Linked DNA regions of Mus musculus: region 1 is linked to region 2. A link is a contact called in public ChIA-PET data. All regions are on one chromosome and are shown on one strand. Each heading gives the region's core, a stretch centred on a gene start, on an enhancer-like site or on the middle of the called end of the contact. The rest is flanking DNA. Distances are from core to core; before and after follow the strand shown. Region 1 has its middle 49 kb from the start of n-TEttc7. Region 2 overlaps Atp10a (ATPase, class V, type 10A).

What was found. ChIA-PET counts read pairs in DNA pulled down with a chosen protein or histone mark.
Region 1: an RNA polymerase II ChIA-PET map of memory CD8 T cells shows a contact between it and region 2, with 43 read pairs. The contact joins two enhancer-like sites. A contact is called at or near these places in 1 of 15 datasets of contacts at CTCF or cohesin (the NIH/3T3 cell line), 2 of 484 Hi-C or Micro-C datasets (cumulus cells and memory CD8 T cells) and 2 of 115 datasets of contacts at active chromatin or transcription factors (effector CD8 T cells and memory CD8 T cells).

Annotation. Positions count from the first base shown.
Region 1 is chr7:58,445,538-58,451,257 of GRCm38.p6, reverse strand. No RefSeq gene overlaps it. Among named protein-coding and RNA genes, the nearest start is that of n-TEttc7, 49 kb to the right of the region's middle. Within about 2 kb of position 2,432, at least 42 of the 459 cell types and tissues checked have an H3K27ac peak or open chromatin away from gene starts, as enhancers often do. A contact at or near this core is called in memory CD8 T cells, where this site is marked.
Region 2 is chr7:58,749,017-58,754,256 of GRCm38.p6, reverse strand. The region is part of intron 2 of Atp10a (ATPase, class V, type 10A); the gene reads right to left. Among named protein-coding and RNA genes, the nearest start is that of Gm39019, 21 kb to the right of the region's middle. Within about 2 kb of position 3,811, at least 98 of the 459 cell types and tissues checked have an H3K27ac peak or open chromatin away from gene starts, as enhancers often do. A contact at or near this core is called in memory CD8 T cells, where this site is marked.

The sequences.
Region 1 (5,720 bases), core at 1,183-3,682, 300 kb after region 2:
AGGGTCTTAGGGACAGGGTCTTAGGGACTGTATAATCCTCTCTGTAGAAGTGGGGCTGAGTTCTTATTCTTACTTTGCCCTTTAACTTCTTATATTATTTTTCTTGCATGTTAAAGAAGCCCAAAAATATTGGGGTAAGGGAAACCAGGACTATTAAGAAAAACATGCCTAGAAAAGATAGCAAAAACCCTGCATGGCTGCAGTACATAATCTTCAGCAGTAGGGAGGGAACATTCTGGGAAAGAGTATAGTATCTCACTAGAGAACTAAGTATTCTAAGTTTTGGCAAAAGGTCAGCCCATCTTCCCAGGGCTGGTCCCTTAGCCAAAGTTATTGAATCAGCTTGAGTGGAGTGTTTGCTCTCCACCTAAGCCAGCGATTCCATTCTTTTTTTGTTTTGTTTTGTTTTTGTTTTTTCGAGACAGGGTTTCTCTGTGTAGCCCTGGCTGTCCTGGAACTCACTTTGTAGACCAGGCTAGCCTCGAACTCAGAAATTCACCTGCCTCTGCCTCCTGAGTGCTGGGATTAAAGGCCTGGGCCACTACTGATTCCATTCTTTTGCTTGGGGTTTTTATTCATTTTAATATCACTATCTAGAATATACTAAGATCTAAAATAACTAACAAGAAATCAAACAACTCGACAAATATACAGGATACTAAAATGTACAATCGACTGTAAAAAAGACAAAGTAAACACATGCTCCACTATGTTCATAGCAGCCTTATTTATAATAGCCAGAAGCTGGAAAGAACCCAGATGCCCCTCAACAGAGGAATGGATACAGAAAATGTGGTACATCTACACAATGGAGTACTACTCAGCTATTAAAAAGAATGAATTTATGAAATTCCTAGCCAAATGGATGGATCTGGAGGGCATCATCCTGAGTGAGGTAACACATTCACAAAGAAACTCACACAATATGTACTCACTGATAAGTGGATATTAGCCCCAAACCTAGGATACCCAAGATATAAGATACAATTTGCTAAACACATGAAACTCAAGAAGAATGAAGACTGAAGTGTGGACACTATGCCCCTCCTTAGAATTGGGAACAAAACACCCTTGGAAAGAGTTACAGAGACAAAGTTTGGAGCTGAGATGAAAGGATGGACCATGTAGAGACTGCCATATCCAGGGATCCACCCCATAATCAGCATCCAAACGCTGACACCATTGCATACACTAGCAAGATTTTATTGAAAGGACCCAGATGTAGCTGTCTCTTGTGAGACTATGCCGGGGCCTAGCAAACACAGAAGTGGATGCTCACAGTCAGCTAATGGATGGATCATAGGGCTCCCAATGGAGGAGCTAGAGAAAGTAGCCAAGGAGCTAAAGGGATCTGCAACCCTATAGGTGGAACAACATTATGAACTAACCAGTACCCCGGAGCTCTTGACTCTAGCTGCATATGTATCAAAAGATGGCCTAGTCGGCCATCACTGGAAAGAGAGGCCCATTGGACACGCAAACTTTATATGCCCCAGTACAGGGGAACGCCAGGGCCAAAAAGGGGGAGTGGGTGGGTAGGGGAGTGGGGGTGGGTGGGTATGGGGGACTTTTGGTATAGCATTGGAAATGTAAATGAGCTAAATACCTAATAAAAAATGGAAAAAAAAAGACAAAGTAAAATCGGCCAATAAACTCACGAGAGAACATGCTCAGTTCCACTTGCTATCATGGAAAATGCAAATTAAAACTACATTAAGAGTCTACATCACCTCAGTCAAGGAAACAAATGATAACAAAGGTAGTGATGTATACATCACAGGGTAATGCACACATCAATAGTTAGTGTAGCATTGTCAACAATAGCTAAGTTATGGAACCAACCTTGGTGTCCCTCGGCAGAAGAACAAATTAAAAAAAACAGGGGAAAAAATAGATAGAGCCAGGCATGGTGGCACATGCATTTGAAGGGTAGCAGATGAATCTCTGTGAGCTGAAGGCCAGCATGATCTACAAAACAAGTCCAGGAAAGCCAGGGCTGGTTACAGTGAGAAACCTTGTCTCAAAAAACTACAAACACACACACACACACACACCCACACCCACACACACACACACACACACACACACACACACATACAGGAAAAAGTTTTTAACCACAAAGAAGAGTGAAGTCACGACATTTGCAGGAAAACAGACACAACTGGAGATAATCATGCCGTGACAATCCAGAGGTTCCTCCATTTTGTATTATTGCTGAGGTCATTTCATAGTTAACTAGAATTTGATCTCCTTGAAGGGGAATCCCATGGAAAATTGCACAACTCTAGTCTAGGATCCAAATGTTGGTCAGGATGTCATAACTAACTTATCTCTGCTTTTGTTAAACTGCCTGTTTGTGTGGCACCTACTGCAATTAACCACTAAGTTTCTGCTAAAACTGCTTGCTTCAAAGCACATCTGAGAAGCCCCATGAAGCTGTAGGGTGAGATGCCAGGAAGTGGTTTCTGCCTTTGAAAACCTCGTGTTTTGGACACTCAAGGGTACACCCCAAACTTGTGGGTGTGGTTCCAGTCAGCTAGAATAAAGACTTTCAATTGTGTCTGAGTGGTCATCTCTAGTGAGCTCCTTGTAACAATGTGAGGTGAATTAAGTCTGTCAGAGTAATGTAATGGTTTCCAGTAACATTTTGCTTCAATGATTATAGCTGCTTTTTTTTTCTAAATAATGGGTTTCCACAACTGAACCTAAACCATTTGCCTTCTCAAGTAAAAACCCAAAACAAACAGATACCAAAAACGAACAAACAAAAACCAGCAGACAAATGCTTCAAGTTGCTGCATAAAATTTAAGACCTTTGAAAGATTTACTTGATGATATTCCTCTGATGACTGATTTTATTGCTTAGGAAGATCCAATTAGCAAGTTCTGAGAATATTACAGTTCATGGTGGTACTTGAATCTAACGAAGTTTACACTGTAGTCTCATAATAGTGTAAATATGAGATCATGCAATTAGAATCCCTGATGACAAATGAGGATTGTGATTTTTTTCCCTTAGAATTTTGTAGGCATAGGTGAAAATTCCTAGCTGGTAGCACTAAAGCTATCACTGGCAGTGATTCTGGGAGTATATACGCTTAGGAGTGGCCTCCAGATCTAAGGATTTGGCTGGGAGTGATTCAGTTTAGTATCACTACAGTCCTAAGGAAATCATGCTTAGAAGTCCTTCCTTCCTTCCTTCCTTCCTTCCTTCCTTCCTTCCTTCCTTCCTTCCTTCCTTCCTCCCTCCCTCCCTCCCTCCCTCCCTCCCTTCCTTCCTCCCTCCCTCCCTCCCCCCTCTCTCTTTCTTTCTCTCTCTCTTTCCTTTCTCTCTCTCTCTCTCTCTCTCTCTCTCTCTCTTTCTTTCTTTCTTTCTTTCTTTCTTTCTATCATTTCTTTTTTAAAAAAGGAAACTGTTCAACAGAGAGATCACCTGATTTGTCTGGTCATGAATCTCATTGCCTAGGGCAGAAGTAGTTGCTGAATACAGATAACACCTACCAACTATTTGACATTCCTGAAGTTTTTCTGTGGTCTCTCCCTGCCTTCTGAAGAGTTATTTGCTCAGTCTCTGAGAAACACCCAATCTGAAGGACAGAGAAAGAGATGTGGTGAACCCTAACCTGAGCCCTGCTATGCTAGTAACATCATTAATGATTAAAGGCTCTTCATCCTCCATATACATATCCAGGGGAATGGCCTGCTGTAATAAAGCCCAATTTCCTGTAGCAGGACTGGAAATCTCAAGATGCCCCATTGTTTATGAGAAGACAAAAGGGACCCTTGACTGTCAATTCTTAGAAGTGATGAATTGAATAGTTTGTCCCTATTCAACATTAACAACAAATGATTACTCATCAGAAGCTGAATGTGTGTCCTTTCCCACAGACTCAAGCTTAGCACCCCCTCAGATGGTGGTAATCATAGCACTCTTGCTATACAACATGAATGCTTTCTTTTCTTTGCAGAATCCCTTCAGTATTTCCTTGCCATATATACATGTATATGTGTGTGTTTTCTAAATATATGTTTTAAATAAATAAATAAATTTTTTAAATGTATATTAAATTTGGTAATGTAAGTTACTCCTTCCTGGGGTTGGAGAGTTTGCTTTGGTTGCTATTGCTAATGTCAGGCTGTTGAAATTACTAAGTGTTAGTGGACAATATTTAGAAATGAAAGAAATGATAGAGAGAGAGACAGAGAGACAAAGAGAGAGAGAGAGAGAGAAGTGAGACAGAGAGAATGACAGAAGAAAGAAAGAAAGAACGAACGAAAGAAAGAAAGAAAGAAAGAAAGAAAGAAAGAAAGAAAGAAAGAAAAAGAGAGAGAGAAGGGAAGGAAGGAAGAAAGAAAGAAAGAAAGAAAGAATGAATGAATGAATGAATGAATGAAAGAGAGGAAGAGAGGAAGAAAGAAAAAGAGAGAAGGGGAAGAAAGGAAAGGAAGTAGCTGAGGAGGGAAGGAGGCCAACATAAAACTATATTCATGATTTTCTGCGGACTTAGCACAGTTTTGTAGCATACTTTGGTGGCTGTGGCACCAAAGAACATACATGTCATCTGTAAGTCTCAAAGCAAGAAGAGAATTAGAAGCTCTGTTCTCCCTGAAGGGTCTGCATCCAGGGTTTTCTGGCATCTGCACATAGTAGTTCACCAGCATGTATATCATCTCATTTCTTCTTTCATCACATTTCCTATGACTCCCTCTTCTAAATAACCCCTTGACAATTACAATGTGAGAAGTCAGCTAAGTCACTTCTGATTAATGCTGAAGAGCTGAGCCAGGAAACCAAGGAAGCCAAGGCCACCCAGCCCATGAGTACATGGCATCACAAGGGTCATATTTTATTCTTACAGCTGTTTTGATAACAGGACACATTTACAGTCAGCAAGGAAGTCTGACTTGTAGGCCAACATGTTCAAGGTTATGTAAAGTACAACAATACTATTTTTCTTCAGAAATAAAAATCTGAGATATGGGAATATCTTTTACACCAACTATTCTCTAGAATTTGAGGAAGGCCACTGGCATCCCAATGTTCCTTCCCACATTTGTGTACATTCCAAATTGCCTTCTTGAGAAATATCAATCAAGGCCAGATGTCCCTATGTCACAAATTCATTATAACCTCACATAACCTTATTTCAAACCCCTCTATGTTTCTCTTTTTAATGTTTTCAAAATATCTTCAAGAAGCAAGTCATTATAAGGGTAACAAGTCTGGCCACAGAAATCTGGGTACAGATAAGAACAGGGAAGCAGCAAAGGCCAAGGTCCAAGAATTGGGAGATTCATCCAAACCAGGGTGACCAAAGCTGTTATTGTGAGAAATGTCAGTGTCTTACCATTGTTCCGGTCATGTTAATTTATTGGGAGTTGTCACATAAATGAAAACAGTATAGGTCAGAGAGTTGCTGGCATCCCAGATATTTCTAATAAGTGATAATCTAGTGCTGCCTGATTTTTATTACAGTTATTTGCACTTCTAGCTCTTGATTGAATTCTCCCTATAGTTGAGCTGTAAGATTAGTGGCCTTACAAATTAGTGGCAGAGGCCATTTTTTAAATCTCCTGTTGGAGGTCTACAACAAGGAGAGGTACAGGCAAAAGAAAAGCACCTGCTGTCACTGTGGCATAAACAGACATAGATTTAAATGGTCATCATAGTCAGTGGGCGATCTCTACATTCTCATGTATATAGCAGTCTGATGCCAGGC
Region 2 (5,240 bases), core at 2,562-5,061:
AGCTATGCACAGGAGCCAAGATACTAGTGGATTACTAAGCAAGGGAGCATCCAGTGTGATTCAACCATCTCCTGCTCAAAAGTCCTACTGAGCAAGGATCCACAGGCCTGGCCAGGTCTCATCTAATACCTAGACTTGTAGGAGTCTGCTTTTTCTTCTTGGGCTGAGGAGTCCCTTTGTCACAGGAGCAAAACCTGCCTGCACAGATGGTGATGTTCACTGATAGGGTAGATCTTTTTTTTTCCCTCTGTTACTTCACCTGCAAGTTCAAGTTTTCTCTCATGGTGACAGCCAGTGGGCAGTTCCTTTGTAAAATGATGTTTCCATGACAGGAGTGCTTAATGCCCACTAATATTGTGTTGAGGGTGAGTGACACAAACATGAGAGCCCCATTTTGCATGTATTAAAACAGAAGCCCAGAGAGATTAAATCACTTCTCTGGATCAAAACCTAACTGGTGCAGGAGACAGATCTCACAGCTTACAATGGCTGCTATACCAGCTCACCTAAGGTCAAATGTCATCCAGCCAGGCTCCTCCTTAGGTTCTATCAATGCCTTCTTTCCATGCTTTTCCAGTGAGCCAACAGGAAGAGGCAGAAAGACAGGCAGCCCCAAGCCACAGAAGGCGTGGCCTTAAATGCACAATACAAGGGACAGGGCTCCAACAGCGGGTATCTAGTCCACTGGCCCAGTTCCTCTACTCTTAGAACCACAGGTTTTCTTCTGACAGCCAAGAAGGAGAGTGTTGGGTGTCCAGTGCTAAGCACTTAAGATCCAAACATTCTACAAAACATCTCTGTGGTGTAAGTGTAGGCCAGGAGCTCAAGGCCTCTAGTTTTTTGATGTTTTGGTCTCAGCATTATAAGAAGGCTTTGGTCTGATTCCATTCTGCCTAACAACTCAGGTTTCTTACCTCAAGCAAAAAGAGTTTGGCCTTTGATTTTTGTTTTTTCAGTGTCTACTACAGGACTACCTTCTAAAGTGCTCAAGAATCTGAGAGAGGGAAGAAACCTTTTAGAGCTATATGTAGACATGGGCCACTTTAGCCTACTTCTAGATGCTCCTATCCTCCTCCCACTCTCCCCCCACACCAGCCCTGCTCTGTCAACTTCTCAGGCTAGCAAGAGAGACGAAAGGGGGGAATAAAATGCACAGCAGGGGCCATCGCTTTCTCCAAACCACAGCCACATCACCATAAAGTCTGAAGAGCCCCAATGCATACCATTGTTCAGTGTGGGCTCTCGTACACTATAGGTCTTTCTATAGCAGAGCAGCTACTTCTCATCCTACTCTGTCCAAATGACAGCTACATTTACCTTTCCTGAATATGTATTGTGCTGTGCACAGGTCATATGGAGCACCTCAACCATCCAATCCCCTTCAACCTCAAAAGGTCTCCTTATGGACCCCGTCCCATGTGTGTTAGGAAGGAAGCCCAGCTTCCACATCTGTCACGGAAGCAGACTCCTGGAGCTCAGGCTCCATTCATTATCCTGCAATCCTGGAGCTCACTCTGTGTGCTTAACTGCAAAGGGTCACAATGCCTCTGCCAAACCACTAGGAGAACAGCTAGGTTGGGGATCAGAGCTGTCACTTAGTGAGGCATCAAGTCACAATGCATCAACCAAAGAAAAGTATTTCAGAAATAATCTAGCAAGGGTTTTGTCAATATTCCAATTTAGTGCAGACTCCCTTTCAAACCAACGGCCCCTAAGTGAGCCCCATAGTGTAGTATTGTGTGTAAAGATATGTATATGCATAGACATTTTGCTCTTCCTGGATTCTCGGCACGCATAGGTTCTCCTTAGGCTGTTTTCTTTGTGCACGGTAATCAAATAACCTGCCATTTGCTCTGGTCTAGGGATCCATTCCTCTATTTCACCAGAGAGCTCAAAGTGTGTCTTTCTAGTGAAATTCTTGAGCCAGAGTTCCAAGGTCAGAGCTATTATTTAGGAATGACATCCTGGCAGCTGCTGCTGCAAAGCATGGACTGCAGAGACTGAGACTACACAGCGTAATGTAGCAGCTTGGGAAGGCAACGGAAGGAGCCAAGCTTTTGTGTTCAAACTGCAGGACAGGCCAGACACAGCGTGTGTGTGTGTGTATGAAATAACGCAGGTAGGAAGCAGAAGGCACATGAGGTAGACAGTCTCTGGAGCCTCAATGCTGGGCTTGCTGTGTGACTAAAAAGTGAGACCTCTCTAAACCTAGATCCTCGCTCGGAAGACAAAGAAGCAACCACACAGTGCTTCAAGCATGGACCCTTTAGAACCCAGGGAAATCTTAGGACATGACCTACCTCACAATAGTGGGTCAAAAGGTCTATTCTACTATTACTCTGTATTAGTCAGGTTTCTCTAGAGTCACAGAATTTATGGATAGTCTCTAAATAGTAAAGGAATTTATTGATGACTTACAGTTGGCAGCCCAATTCCCAACAATGGTTCAGTCGCAGCTGTGAATGGAAGTCTAGCAGATACTCAGTCTCACGCAGCAAGCAGGCGAAGGAGCAAGAGCAGGCTCATTGAGTCCTGCTACATGGACTCAATAAGCCTGCTGGGTCCTGGTGAGGATCACGTTCTGATTGCACTAGCAGTAGCTCGTGTGTACAGGTAAACAGTGGCCACCATTTCAGGGAACGTGTACCTGAACACACAGGGTCAGAGAGACTTCAGAGGCAGGACTGAGCTTGATCGGGAAGTGACTAGACCACTAATAAAACGCTGTCAGTCAAGACCCAGCCCAGGAGAGTGGAGAGAGGTCAGAACTAAACCTTTCCCAGTGCTCGTGCCACAGTTAACTGAGGACATTGGGTGGACAGTGCAATCAGAGGAAAATTGTTCCCTTTGCTTAAAACAGTGCTCATGCTTTCTGATGCAGTTATTTCACAGATGCAGTCTTAGAAATACAGGCTTATAATGCGGCAGAAAAGCAGGGGCCCAAGCCATAGATGTGCCCCACTCCTCCAGTCCAGCAGCACCCTGCCCACCTCCAACACAAGGTCAGGCTTCTAAACGGACTCTCAGCAGATCTGTGCTTGCTATTTTTTCATTAACTGTGGGAACAAAGCAAACCAAGGCCCGGCTCTTTTTGTAATGTAAAACAAACACCAACTTGGGAAACACAAGATATCTCTTCCAGTGGAAATTAGTCTTCCCTCAAGGAAATCCTATAATAAAAAGTATATTCTAGCCAGGGGTTGAAAGGTGTTCTTTCACTATTTCTACAGAAAAAAAAAAAAAAGAAAAAAAAAAAACAAAAAACTTGAGGAAAAAGATTCTTCTGTCTTGGCAACTAATAGCTTGACATTTAACACATCTCTAAAAACAAACAAACAAATAAATCCATGTAGCACAAGTTCTGAATATTGTTCCATCACAGATTCTGGCTCCTTATGATGCCCTGTCATTCCCAGATTTTAGTAATTAGCACATTAATACACAGACAGTCAGCTTTCTGGAAGAATGGAGCCATATATTACTGAGCCAAGGTTCTCTTCTACTATTGCTGATTTTTCCGGCCGGAAATTCATCAAGAAAAGGCACTTTCCACCTCTGGGAGCAGAGTGAGCTTGAATGAGCTCATGGAGATGACCAATGTGACTGACACTGCACATGGAGTAAAGTTCCCTCTGAAAATACACTGATGGTTGAATTGTGCCTCTTTCAAAGTCCTATGCAGAACTACCAAATATGACTGTATACATGGAACAAGCCTTTGAAGATGTGAGTTAAAATGGAGTGTTAGAGTAGGCCCTGACCCATTGTGACTGTCTCCTTATAAAGACAGGAGATGAGGTCACAGAGGAAAGAACCAGTGAAGACTAAAGAAATGGCTACCCACAAACTGAAGAGAGCAGCTCAGATGGAGCCAACCCTACCAAGCCCTAGCCAACCCTACCTTGACCCCTAACGTCCAGTCTCCAGGACTGAGAAAATAAATTCAGGTTTAAGTTCCAGAATGTGTAATTCTTGATTTTAGTAGTCTAAAATATGTGTGTAGGAGACCTCAGCTATGCTGCCCATAACTAGAGCTGTAAAAACCCTTAGATCTGGCAGCTGAAACACGTCAGCAGGTGTCTCTACTCCTAGCTCCTCCAGACCGAAAGTGAAAATGAGCAGAGATGACTGAGCAGTGCTGGGCCCTGCGGTCTAGAAGCTGGGATATGAGCCAAGAGTATCATTCATACCTTCATATGAGGCATCACTTTCTCTTGGCAAGACACAAGCTGCCTTTCTCCTCCATTCCGCTGGACATTTTCTGTTAAGACTTAACGGGTGAGTTTCTATGTTGCTTAGTCTATGTTGAAAGAGTTGGCAGCACTTAGGTTCCAGAGGACCAAAATGTACAATAGTCTTGAAGTCATTAGCACAAGAAAAGACTTCCTGAACAGAATTCCATTCGCATATGTACTCAGATCAACAGTTAATGTGTTAGTGAAACTAAAAAGCTACGTACACCAAAGGACACCACCATTCAAAGGTACAGGCTACACATTTTTTACCAACTCCACCTTCTACAGAGGATCAATATCCAAAATATATAAAGAACTCAAAAAAAAAAAAACCTGAACATCAAGAAAACAACCAAATTTAAAAATAGTGTATAGATCTAAACAGAAATCTCAAAAGGAGAAATTCAAATGACTGAGAAACCCTTAAAGAAATGGTTAACATCGTTGGTCATCAGGGAAGTGTAAATCAAAACACTTTTGAGATTTCATCTCACATCAGACAGAATGGCCAAGATCAATATAAGAAATAGCAAGTCATGCAGGCAGCAATGTAGAGTAAGGAGAGTATTCATCCAAACTTGTACAGCAACTAGGGAACTCAGGCTGGAGGTTCCTCTGGAAGCTGGGAAAGGGTTTACCTCAAGATCCAGCCATACTACTCTTGAGTATATACTCAAAGGAACTTTCATTCTGTTGCAAAAAACACTTGCTCAACCATGGTTTCCTTTTGGTTTTTGTTTTTTTTTTTTTTTTAACTTTTTGTTTTGTTTTGTTTTTTTGTGGCTCTCCTCATAATAGCTAGAAACTAGAAGAAAACTAGATGTCCATCAATAGATGAAAGGATAAAGAAAATGAGATACATTTACACAAGGGACTATTACACTCACTGTTTAAAAATGAAATCATGAAATTCATGGGTAAATACATGTTACTAGAAAAATCATCCTGAGTGAGCTAACCTAGACCCAGAAAGACAAATATAGTATGCATCCTCCTATATGTGGA